2 separate regions of the Zea mays genome follow, and region 1 is linked to region 2. Evidence: chromatin contacts called from public Hi-C data. All regions are on one chromosome and are shown on one strand. The core of a region is the stretch at or near the end of the contact, and the rest is flanking DNA. Distances in the headings are between cores, read along the strand shown.

Evidence for each region. A called contact is a pair of places that touch in the nucleus more often than the background predicts.
Region 1: a Hi-C map of endosperm shows a contact between it and region 2, with 2.9 times the contacts expected there. The contact joins the promoter of LOC100381412 here to the promoter of LOC103629275 in region 2. A contact is called at or near these places in 7 of 25 Hi-C or Micro-C datasets (bundle sheath, ear, endosperm and 3 more).

The regions. Positions count from the first base shown.
Region 1 is chr6:49,518,798-49,524,103 of Zm-B73-REFERENCE-NAM-5.0, reverse strand. LOC100381412 reads right to left here and starts at 2,864. Exons shown (of 5, transcript NM_001361425.1): 1 at 2,232-2,864; 2 at 1-604. The coding sequence starts at 594.
Region 2 is chr6:49,175,331-49,180,968 of Zm-B73-REFERENCE-NAM-5.0, reverse strand. It overlaps LOC103629275 (actin-97), which reads left to right and starts at 3,576. Exons shown (of 5, transcript XM_008650452.3): 1 at 3,576-4,163; 2 at 4,748-4,817; 3 at 4,900-5,293; 4 at 5,598-5,638. The coding sequence starts at 4,758. LOC100285325 reads right to left here and starts at 3,803. Exons shown (of 6, transcript NM_001158218.1): 1 at 3,651-3,803; 2 at 3,121-3,207; 3 at 2,694-2,790; 4 at 1,870-2,170; 5 at 1,724-1,778; 6 at 799-1,157. The coding sequence starts at 3,734. The coding sequence ends at 1,080.

The DNA of each region.
Region 1 (5,306 bases), core at 1,615-4,114, 340 kb before region 2:
CAAGGCTGTATGCCAGGTCCCACATGAAACATAAGCAACTTGAAGACCTTCCAGTGCTCCAGAAATCCTCTTAGGTATCCAGTGTCCTACATCATTGCCATGTCCGAGAAGGCCAACATTGTAAGTTCCATCTCCCCATGTATAAAGCTCACCCGTTGTTGTAACAGCACATGTATGAAATTCACCACAGGCAACAAAATCTACATTGGAAACTGTCAAAGACTCAACCAGACGTGGACGAACACAATCTTCTCGTGTTCCATGGCCAAGGCGGCCTCCAGAATCTTCACCCCATGTAAAAACCTCACCATTTTTCATGACCAATGCAGCATGCTTAACCCCACAATCTACATGATACACATCAAGAACTAAATTGGACTCCAATGGCTTCGGGAGGAGAATGTCAATCCTGCCAGTTGAACTAATAACAGTATCAGAACCAGTTCGTACTGAAGTATCGCAGACAACCTCACCCCATACATACACATCCCCTAATGAATCACATTCATCTTGTGCAGAACCATGGCTAGATGTACTTGGGGCGCTAGAAATGCTTGCTCTGAGAACATCTGAAGATGGCCCCTTCATGAGCATATTGTTGCATCTGATCACAATGCAACCATAAAGTTAGGAGAATAGTACCAATGTGGAAACAGAATCACAACTGCCAGTGATGTAGTGCAACAATGCCGAGTTGATGATAAAGGTGCTAGAACAAAGTGGACATGACAAATACATACACATATTTAACAGATATGCATAAAAACACTGCAGAAGAGCAAATTAGAGAACAGGTAAAACTTTATGCAAGAGAAAAAGGGCAGAAAGGTATGTGCACTTGATGATTACAGCACTATATTGGGTGTAAATAAGGATAACAAGTTTTCCCAGCAATATTTAGGGGGGAAATCCAAAACCATTATCAAATATAAACTGAAAGATCGATTTAGAATCAATTAACAATTATTCTGGTCTTCTGGATAGGAGTTGATCAGGCTCACACCATTCAATACCAGAACATATTATGAACAGACCACATTTAAATTCTACATTTTGATTAGATAAATCTGGTAGTGCCTATGACTCCATCGAAACTGGCCAAATAAAAAACACCGAAAGTATAACTATTACCACTAGTTACTGGACAGAAACCATAACTACAAGCGGACAAGATTTTTGTAAAAGGGATAAGTCTGCTAAATTTTTCACCTATACCGTGATGAAAATAGCTTCTCTGATATTTAAATGAAGTCACTCCTTGTAAGCAGACTTGATGGGCATCAGACAAGTTTTTTTTCCTTCTTCACATTTTTGTATATAAAAATTTAGATGACCATACAACGTATGCCAACAGATGAATTTATGCTGGCAACTTGAAATACTCCACTACATCCTTTTATTACCCCCAGGAGAACCATAATCTACACACCAACGACAGCCTAATAAAATCATGAGGGTGTGGGCGAGTAGCAACATGCCAACCGTCAGCTTCACACTGGTTATCTGTGTGAGCACTTCTGATGGCATCGTCTATTGACATGTAAATTCACACCACCTGGTGCAAGCTAGAAAACAAGATGTTGCAAACAGAGAAAACATTCCTCAGCCAAGTAGCTTAGCAGCACATTACCATCACAGCTAAAATCAGTGGTGAAGACCGAGAAATGCAGACCCGAACTGCATTCAGGCAACTTTCGTCCCAATGTTACCAAACAAAATCGGTATCAGGGGTGGCTGCAGTATGCAACTTTCCTACTCAAATTGCCAAGAAACATCAACACCAAAACCGCAGGGACTAGAAATCCGGAAAAACTACAAACTAGATTCTTCCAGAAATGCGAGAAGGAGCCTACCAGCACCAACTGACTAGGATGCGCAGAAAACACCAAAAAGAACCAAACTTTGCGCATGAACGAGAAAGGTTCGCGTACCATCACAGCTAAAATCAGTCGTGAAGACCGAGAAATGCAGACCCGAACTTAATTCAGGCAACTTTCGTCCCAACGTTGCAAACCAAATCGGTATCAGCGTGGCTGCAATATGCAACTTTCCTACTCAAATTGCCAAGGAACGTCAACACCAGAACCGCCGGGACTAGAAATCCGGAAAATTTACTAAGTAGATTCTTCCAGAAATGCGAGGAGCCTGCCGGCACCAACTGACTAGTAGGATGCGCAGAAAAACAGCGAAAAGAACCAAACTTTGCGCAGGAACAAGAAAGATTCGCGTACCACAAGCTCCTGGTGGAGACCAAGCGTCAGCTCTCCACGCGCCGAAGGCAGGAAGAGCTCTCCTGCCCCTGACGGCTTCCGCACTCCCTACAAGATGGGATCCACCCGGCCTCCGGCCGGAGCGCCGCCGGCCGGAGCGCCGCCGGAAACTGGGAGGCCGCCGGCTGGCGTGCACCGAGGATGGATGGAATCAATGGGCTTGCCAGCTCGGCTCTTCCCTCTCTCGCTTTCTCACCTTCTGTGCTGTTGATCACGGCGGATGGGCTCCCCCTGTTTGTTCTTTCCCTCTCGTCTCGTCTCTCTCTCTCTCTCTCTCTCTCTCTACGGCCCCTCTTCCATTAGGCCCCGTTTCAATCTCATGAGCTAAACTTTAGCTTCGTGCTAAACTTTAGCTATATGAATTGAAGTGCTAAAGTTTAGTTTCAATTATCACCATTAGCTCTCATGTTTAGATTATAAATGGCTAAAAGTAGCTAAAAAATAGCTGTTAAAGTTTATCTCGCGAGATTGGAACAGGGCACCCTGTTCCTGCTGCTTTCTTTCTCTTTTCGGGCACTCCGGCTCACCCGGCGGTGATGTCTGTACTCATCTCCCCACATGGCCATGCCCACGCCCATCTTGTTTGTGCTCATGCTTTGGACTCTTCACTGGGCTTTAACTTGTTTTCTAAGTGCTTGCTTGACCGTATCTGCTGGCCTGGCTTGTGACTTCTTACAAGTAGCCAGCTAGTCTTGGGGAACAATTCGTTTTTTATGGTGTTGCTATGATCGACTTGCTCCTCCTGTAAATGGAATTTTATTCCTGCGACGGGCACTAGGTCATGGGTTTGATTACTGTTGCTCAGATCTGGATGGATGGTCTTCCTCGCTCGCTGACAGAGTGACAGGCAGACACATATGCTTCTTTCTTCTGGAAAACTGTTGCATATTTGTACTGTTAGTATTTGGCATGATGTCAGTCTAATAATGATAATATCAACTCCAAGAGACTCTCTGAATCCCATCTAATCGCCTACAAATAGAGATTTTAATTAAAAAATATCATAAAATATATTTTTTAATTAGTTATCTAAATATAACAATCTTGATTTTTTGCTAGCCAAAGATAGAATGGATAGAAAACAATAACGACTAGACTACGTAGATTATAAATAAGATATCGAAAAACTCTTAGAGAGTTCAAATATATAGAAAATGATTTTTATACAAATAATTCTCTATATAATAATTTAGAGTGAGCTTTCGAAAAACTCTGGGATATGCTCTAAGATCTAGCGGCCTCTTCTTAGTATGTGAATTTGGAAAGGGAAAAGAAGAAATGGTAGTGCCATGTACTACTAGCTAGCAGCAGGAGTTAGTGATTGGATAATTTTGTTGAAACATAGAAGGATTAACAAATGCTTAATTAGCTATCTGACGAGGTGGTGCTGCTTTTGAGAAGATCAAGTTGGGAGACAGGTTAACAGATTACAGGATTCTAGGTTGGAAATGCAGAGCAAGAAACTTTCACCAACTGGAGTGTATAGTACTCCTTGCCAAACTTGACATAGAAGCATGTCTGCATAGTATACCACAACAGAACATCTCGTGATCTCAACAGTGGATATCAAATAACTTCTCCTTACTGGAGCTTGCAATGAATCTTACTCATGATGCATTTTGTCTCCCTGCATAAAAAAGGCGAATGTTTGCAAGCATAAACTAGGCAACAAGGAAATATTTCTTATGTTAGCCTTTTTTCAGGTTTTTTCACATAATTAATATAAACATTGGCATGATTTGTTTTCTGCTGCCCAGTGCACAAACTACTCCCATCCATTGAACAGTTGCTTGATAGAATGCTATCATAATTGGTCATTTAGAGTTGATGGTGGTGCCGACATATTGAGTGCATATTGACACAATTAGTTGAATGATGATATGACAGTGAAGTAGTTCTGTACTAATTGCAACACAAGTAATGTAATGACATGACATCTAATCTAATCAAATAATTAAGGTTTAGTAGTACTACACTACACACAGCCACATTCCCGGATCCCAATGTGCATTACCCATGTAAGATGCATTTTGATGGGATATCTTCGTACCACCTCTCAATATGAGTCACATGACATGTGGGACCATACCCCCACAACATGCCATTTACTAACTTGGTGGTAAAAAATACACTTCAGCATGGAATGTATGCAAATTTCTCATTCTTAGTGAAACTGATGTTTATTTAGTGCACGCAAGTTGTATATATTCAACTGGATAATGATGAATCTAGACATATATATAGAACACATACTAAATATCGCACAAATCCATTAGAAAAATAAAACGAACTTAATTTGGGATAGAGGGAGTATAATGTTGACTTTGCACTGAACAACAATGTATTGTAAATGGTAAAACTAACTAGAGGAGAAAGCTTAGTTAGGATACCATTTCCATACACTCCAACTTGGTGGATGGTAAAAGCGCTTGATGATGCATATTGTTTCTACAGTGTTTTTATCTTTATAGATTATAGCTGCAGCAGTCCAAACAACCGGCTTTAATCCGAAGCGTAAGCTGTAAGAGATCACTTCGTCCTTTAGTGTACTAAAAATGTCTTTCTTCACAGAGCATTAACAGAGTAGCATTAACAGAGGATAAATTAACGTTTGGCTTAAGCTAGTACTACATACGTTCTTGAATATTTATCGTCCGCTAGTTATTTTTTAACTAAAATACGTGTCGGGGACCATAATTAGGGGTACCCTCGAGACTCCTAATTCTCAGCTGGTAACCCCCGTCAGCATAAAGCTGCAAAGGCCTGATGGGTGCGATTAAGTCAGGGATCAGTCCATTCGAGCGACTCGATCACGCCTCGCCCAAGCCTAGCCTCGGACAAGGGCAGCCGACCCCGGAGGATTTCCGTCTCGCCCGAGGCCCCCCCTCCGACGGCGAACATGTTTCCGGCTCGCCCGAGGCCCTGCCTTCGCTAAGAAGCAACCCTGACTAAATCGCCGCACCGACCGACCAAATCGCAGGAGCATTTAATGCAAAGGTGGCCTGACACCTTTATCCTGACGCGCGCCCCCCGGCA
Region 2 (5,638 bases), core at 2,327-4,826:
TCGGTTGGGGGGGGCACGGTGACGACGTACGCACGCGTGTGGCGGGCGCGGCTAGCGCCGCTCGGTAGGAGAGGGGGAGAGGGGGGAAGGGTTTCCCGTCGACGGGGGAGGAGGGAAAGGGCTGCGGCCGACCGGCCATGGAGAGCGATGGCAGCGGCGACTGGAGAAAGCCCTAGCCTGGCTCTGGTACCATGTGATAGGAATGGTGTACAATGAACCCTAGCTGCTACAGTACCGGGTGAAATAGGAACCCCTAATGGGCCAGGCCCATATACACTCTAACATCAACTGTTAAGACAATTTCAGTCATCACAAAACAATTGTTACGAGAGTAGCAAGGCTTGCTGCATTTTATGTTAGACAAAGTATTTGCTGACAGTTTTAAGTTTTTCTGGAGTATTTAGGGATAAAAATGGTCAAAAACAGTTATTCGATTTGCCTTTTTTTCTTTGATTACAAATAAATAGTATATATAATCTTTAATGTAAATTTATATTCTTGTTTTTACCATGGAGCTTATATAGAATCATAAAAATAAACCCTAAATTTATCATATATCTTTCAAATGATAGATATAAAACTCGGATATTTTCACTTGTTTATTGTATATTTTCACTTGTTTATTGTATGGAGTAAATAATACATAAAATAATTTATACAAGAAAAATATTTTTATTTGTAACAATGTGCTTGATAACATAAAGTTTCATACATATATATTTTAAAATACTAAATTTATACTAACAATTCGGTTATTCACTTTCATCCTGGGAGTATTTGCTTGACAAAATCTCAGCATGGAACAAACAGTATTTGCTTTCTACTTACAGCGTTGTGTGGAACCAAATCATCATACAAATGAGCCCTGTAATTTGCGTTCTCATACGATTTGGCAGGACTGGCCTAATCTATGTTTTTTTTGTAAAGATTATGCTTATATATTTCGTTATCAACATGAAGCCATAACTCTGAACTTCACTTCTAGCAGTCTCTGTGTCCTGAAGACCAGCAGCCACGCACACATCACTAGGAGTCCTAAGAAAACCTCAAATCATAAAGAACAAAATTCCTCGCGGTAGTTAGCCACTTGATCTGAAAGCACGAGTCAATGCGTTATACGCTTCCACGCACCGTCTGAATTTTTCTTCTGCTTCAGCCTGGAAAATACAGATGCGTCCAGAATTAACATCTTTGGTGATTTGGTTAAGTAAATCAACAAAAAAGAACAGAGCTGGTATTTTCATGTTCAATCCACAGTTTCAACAAATCAACTCAATCACTTTAAGTGTGCCGTGCATGTCAATTTGGCAATGCACGCAAAACAGTTCCTTGAAGTAGGGATGAAGATGGAAAGGATATATTCCGCTATCTATCCGTTCCGAAAGGGTCAAAATTCTATATGAATAGTCTGTATCTAAGCCCGAAAATTTAGCATCCAACCGTACCCGAATCCGGATATTCAAAATCAGATTTCTGATATGTACTTATATGAGATAGATACCATTATCCAGATAATCTGTATCTGGTTCTAAGACCCGAGATAAAAATATAGAATATAATATGAGATGTAGGAAAAAAATGTAAAATCACTAGTATCTGTCTGTATTCGATCCGGATTTATCCATGCACTGAAGGAATAGATACTGAGCTTCAGCACCAGTCACGAGAATCATTTGAAACAGATGATAAAATGCAAGGATAACACACATACTATGACACCAACCTGTGAAGGCCCTTGATGTTTGTCTGGGTGCCACTTGAGAGCAGATGCACGAAAACTGCAGAATCACCATGTTGAATTAGCAACCTTGTGACATTGAAGCCCTGCAAGTGCAATGTGGTGTTGTAGGAAACGTTCAGATGACTCACGCAGCCTTAATATGATCCAGCTTTAAGGGACCTAAAACTGGCAATCCGAGAGAAATCCTATAGCTTCGCAGATCATCACGGCTCGACCCCTCGTCCTCATCGACGTCACTTTCGTTCCAGAACTTCTCCTTTGATTTGGCAGACTGAGATTCCTCCCTCCATTGAAAACCACTAGGATTACTACCAAGGCCGTCGTCCTCCCCAGGCCAGTACCAGGTGAAAGATTTCTTACCACCATAGGTACCATATGGTGTGTGCGCGCATTCATCGTCATCATCGAAGCTTTTCCAGTAATGCCCGCCTAAGTTAAACATCAATGTGCAGTTCTTGTCATCCAAATATACAACAACAACAAAGCCTTTTCGTCCCAAGTTAGAGTAGACTAGAGTTAAAACCCAACAGAAGGCATAAGACAAAGTTCATGCACGTGAATAACTGTGTTTTCTACGTGCTCGTGCTCCTATTCAAGGCTAATTTTTTAGGTATAATCCATCCAAATAATAATAATTTGAAGGTAACAAGCAGATCGTGAAATGTAACTTATCCATAAAATAATAAAAGGTACATAGCAAAGGTGCTAGGAAAATGATCGTCCAGCAAATAAATAATGGAGCAAAAATCATTAAAAGCCAATGCTCGCAGGGAAATGTTAGTGCGGAACAAATGCACGTGTAAAAGGTTGGCAGAGCCCTCATGTTTGTGTATTTTTAGTATCCTGTCCAGTATTCTAGATGATTGAAAACATATAATTGAGCTGTACACAGAACAACACAAGCATTTAAAATTCAAAAGTCACTCAAGGTAAACGGTTTGAAAGAGCTTACGCTTATTTTTTCCACAGGGATTTTTTCCTGGAGCAGAGCGCTGAGCCTTCGACCCGGTACCACCTTTCTGCTTCCTCATTTGTTTGTTACTGCTTTCCTGTAGAGAGCAACGACGCGTACTTGAAGCAATCCACTTTCACAGCGGGGAATGTATTTCCCCGAACAAATGAAAAAGAACAATGCAGTCACAGGTATGAACTGAGCTGTAGCGGTGAAGGAGGCAAATCTGTTTGTGCCCACGAGCACCAACCGGCATGTGGTACATGTCCAGTTACTTATACCAGGACGACCGCATCGAAACGGGGTCGCTCCAGAAGTTAAGTGCATTAGTGGAATTGCTTAGAGACAAACAAGCTCACATGTCTGCAGGCAGAGAGAATTCACGAGTAGGAAGGGGAGAAAGAAAAAAGATCGCCAAGACAAATACCTGACATGTGCCGCCATTGAGCAGAAGGTTCTTAAGGGCGCTCTTCGCATCCCCTCGCTTTTCACGGACGGTGAAGCGGAATCGAGGCTGCCCAAAACCACTGTTAGGTTCGAAATGATTCCAGAAACGCTCTGATGCCACAGTGCATACATGGCGAGTGGTTAAGGAGCGATGAGTGATATATGCACTGGGCTGGGTCTTGTAATAAGTCATTACAAAATATATCTGAACAACTAACAGCTCTCCGACTAGTGAGAGCGTGCAACATTACACTTGCACACGCACATTTTTGTTTGGAAGGAAAGGAAATGCAAGCTAAATCCATTGTCTACTGGTACTGAAATTCCACTGAAGGTGTGCTGACACGGAATTATTTGTTTTTTTGGTGGCGCTGGCGCCTGCCGTTGGCTAATGTTTCCTAGGCTAATCTCGCATCACATCGCATCTAGTACGCTGGAAGGAAGAGCCACAGATATGCATGGTTGGAGAGAGCGGGGAAGTTTAATTTGGAGGGGGTACAGTGGATTTACAGTGGATTTGGAGAGCGCTGCGGAGGAGGAGTGGAAGGCCTGTGCCGCCCACGCGGCCGCCGCGCCCCTCCGTGCGGCTAGCATCCCCTCCCCTCTCGGCTGCTTGCTGCGGCGGCGCGTCGGCCCACGGGTGAAGAGGGGAGAGGCGAGAGTGAGGAGACGACGACACACCTGTCTCTGTAATGCAGATCGGGTTGACGGATCCAACGGCTGGAGGAAAGTGTTTATAGAAAAGCCCCTCACTGTCCATTATTTTGTGAAGAAGCCAAACCCGTCGAATTGCAAGCCAGCACAGAACAGATCCCTTCTCAATCGCATCTGGGTCTGGCAGTCTTCTCGCGGTTGCAGGCCACAAACAACTGCTCCTCCTGCATTCCCCCTTTCCCCTTCCGTCCGCTGCATTCCTGCTCTCTTGCTCTCCTCGCTCTCAGACCACAGTTGCCGCCGCCGCCGCCCTAAGCCAGGGTGCTGAGGCTTTCGTTGGCCTCTTCGCCGGCAGCGAGCACCCACCAGGTACTCCCACCTCTTCTCTTCCCTTCCCTTCATGCTGTGCGAAGCTGCGAACCGTCGCTCCTCTGCGGGGCGACACGGGCGGAACCCGCGCCGCCGCTGCAAGAGTTCGCTCGCTGCCGCCTGAGCACGCGGCCGGAGGCCCGCGCCGGTGCGAGGGTGGCGGCAGCGAGGCCTTTGTACTCTCCTCGCGAGTTCCCTCCCCAAGCGTGCTTGCCTCCTCCTGCCTGCGCCAGCTAGGGCTGGGCTCGATCTGGTGCGCTATGGCCGGATCCGTGGCGTGGCGTGGGTGGAGATCCACTTGCAGGGGCACGGATCCGCATTCCATGAGTCCGGATCTGCAACAGCGGTGGCATCAGCGCGGCGGGGGGTGCGATTTTTTTTCAGATGCATATAAGTCCCTTTACTGGATCCGCCCCGCCCCTGAATGCGATGTTGCAAATTTCAGATTCAATATAACGTCAGAAACCGTTGTCTTCCAGTTAGCATGCGTCTCAAATCCAGTGCTCCTTTTCAATCACATATTGAACTAAAACACTTTCATCATTGACTCATTTGATTCTATCCATATGCGCCACCTGCAGCAGTTCTGTAGAAATGGCTGATGGTGAGGACATCCAGCCTCTTGTCTGCGACAATGGCACCGGAATGGTCAAGGTCAGTGCTTTTCCCCTTAATTTGTACAGCCATAGTCTCCCCCACCCAAATATGCCACTAATTTTGTGTATCTATCTTCTAGGCTGGTTTTGCCGGCGATGATGCACCAAGGGCTGTATTCCCTAGCATCGTTGGGCGTCCTCGTCACACCGGTGTCATGGTAGGGATGGGGCAGAAGGATGCATATGTTGGTGATGAGGCACAGTCCAAGAGAGGTATTCTCACGCTCAAGTACCCGATTGAGCACGGTATTGTAAGCAACTGGGATGACATGGAGAAAATCTGGCATCACACTTTCTACAATGAGCTCCGTGTTGCCCCGGAGGAGCACCCTGTGTTGCTTACTGAGGCTCCTTTGAACCCAAAGGCCAACAGGGAGAAGATGACCCAGATTATGTTCGAGACTTTCAATGTTCCTGCCATGTACGTTGCAATTCAAGCAGTCCTGTCACTCTATGCTAGTGGCCGTACTACTGGTATGACCTGCTCCTTCCTTTTAGTTCAGTGTTGATCCAGTTTTCTAGTAATCTCTCTCTTTGTTTCCATTAGGCTCTTATCAACCCACCAAGTATCTTTATCTTCTATTCTTGCTCATGAGATTGCATAACTCAAAATACACTGCATATGTGGTTACCTCAGTCTGCATGGTGATATGAAATTATGAATTCAGGGAAAAAATAAGTATCTCAGCTAGTATACCAAGAATAAATAACGGAAGTCAAAATTAGTTGTTTACACGGTGTGACTGAAGTTTCCTCTTTTTTTATTCTCAATCTACAGGTATTGTTCTCGATTCTGGTGATGGTGTGAGCCATACTGTG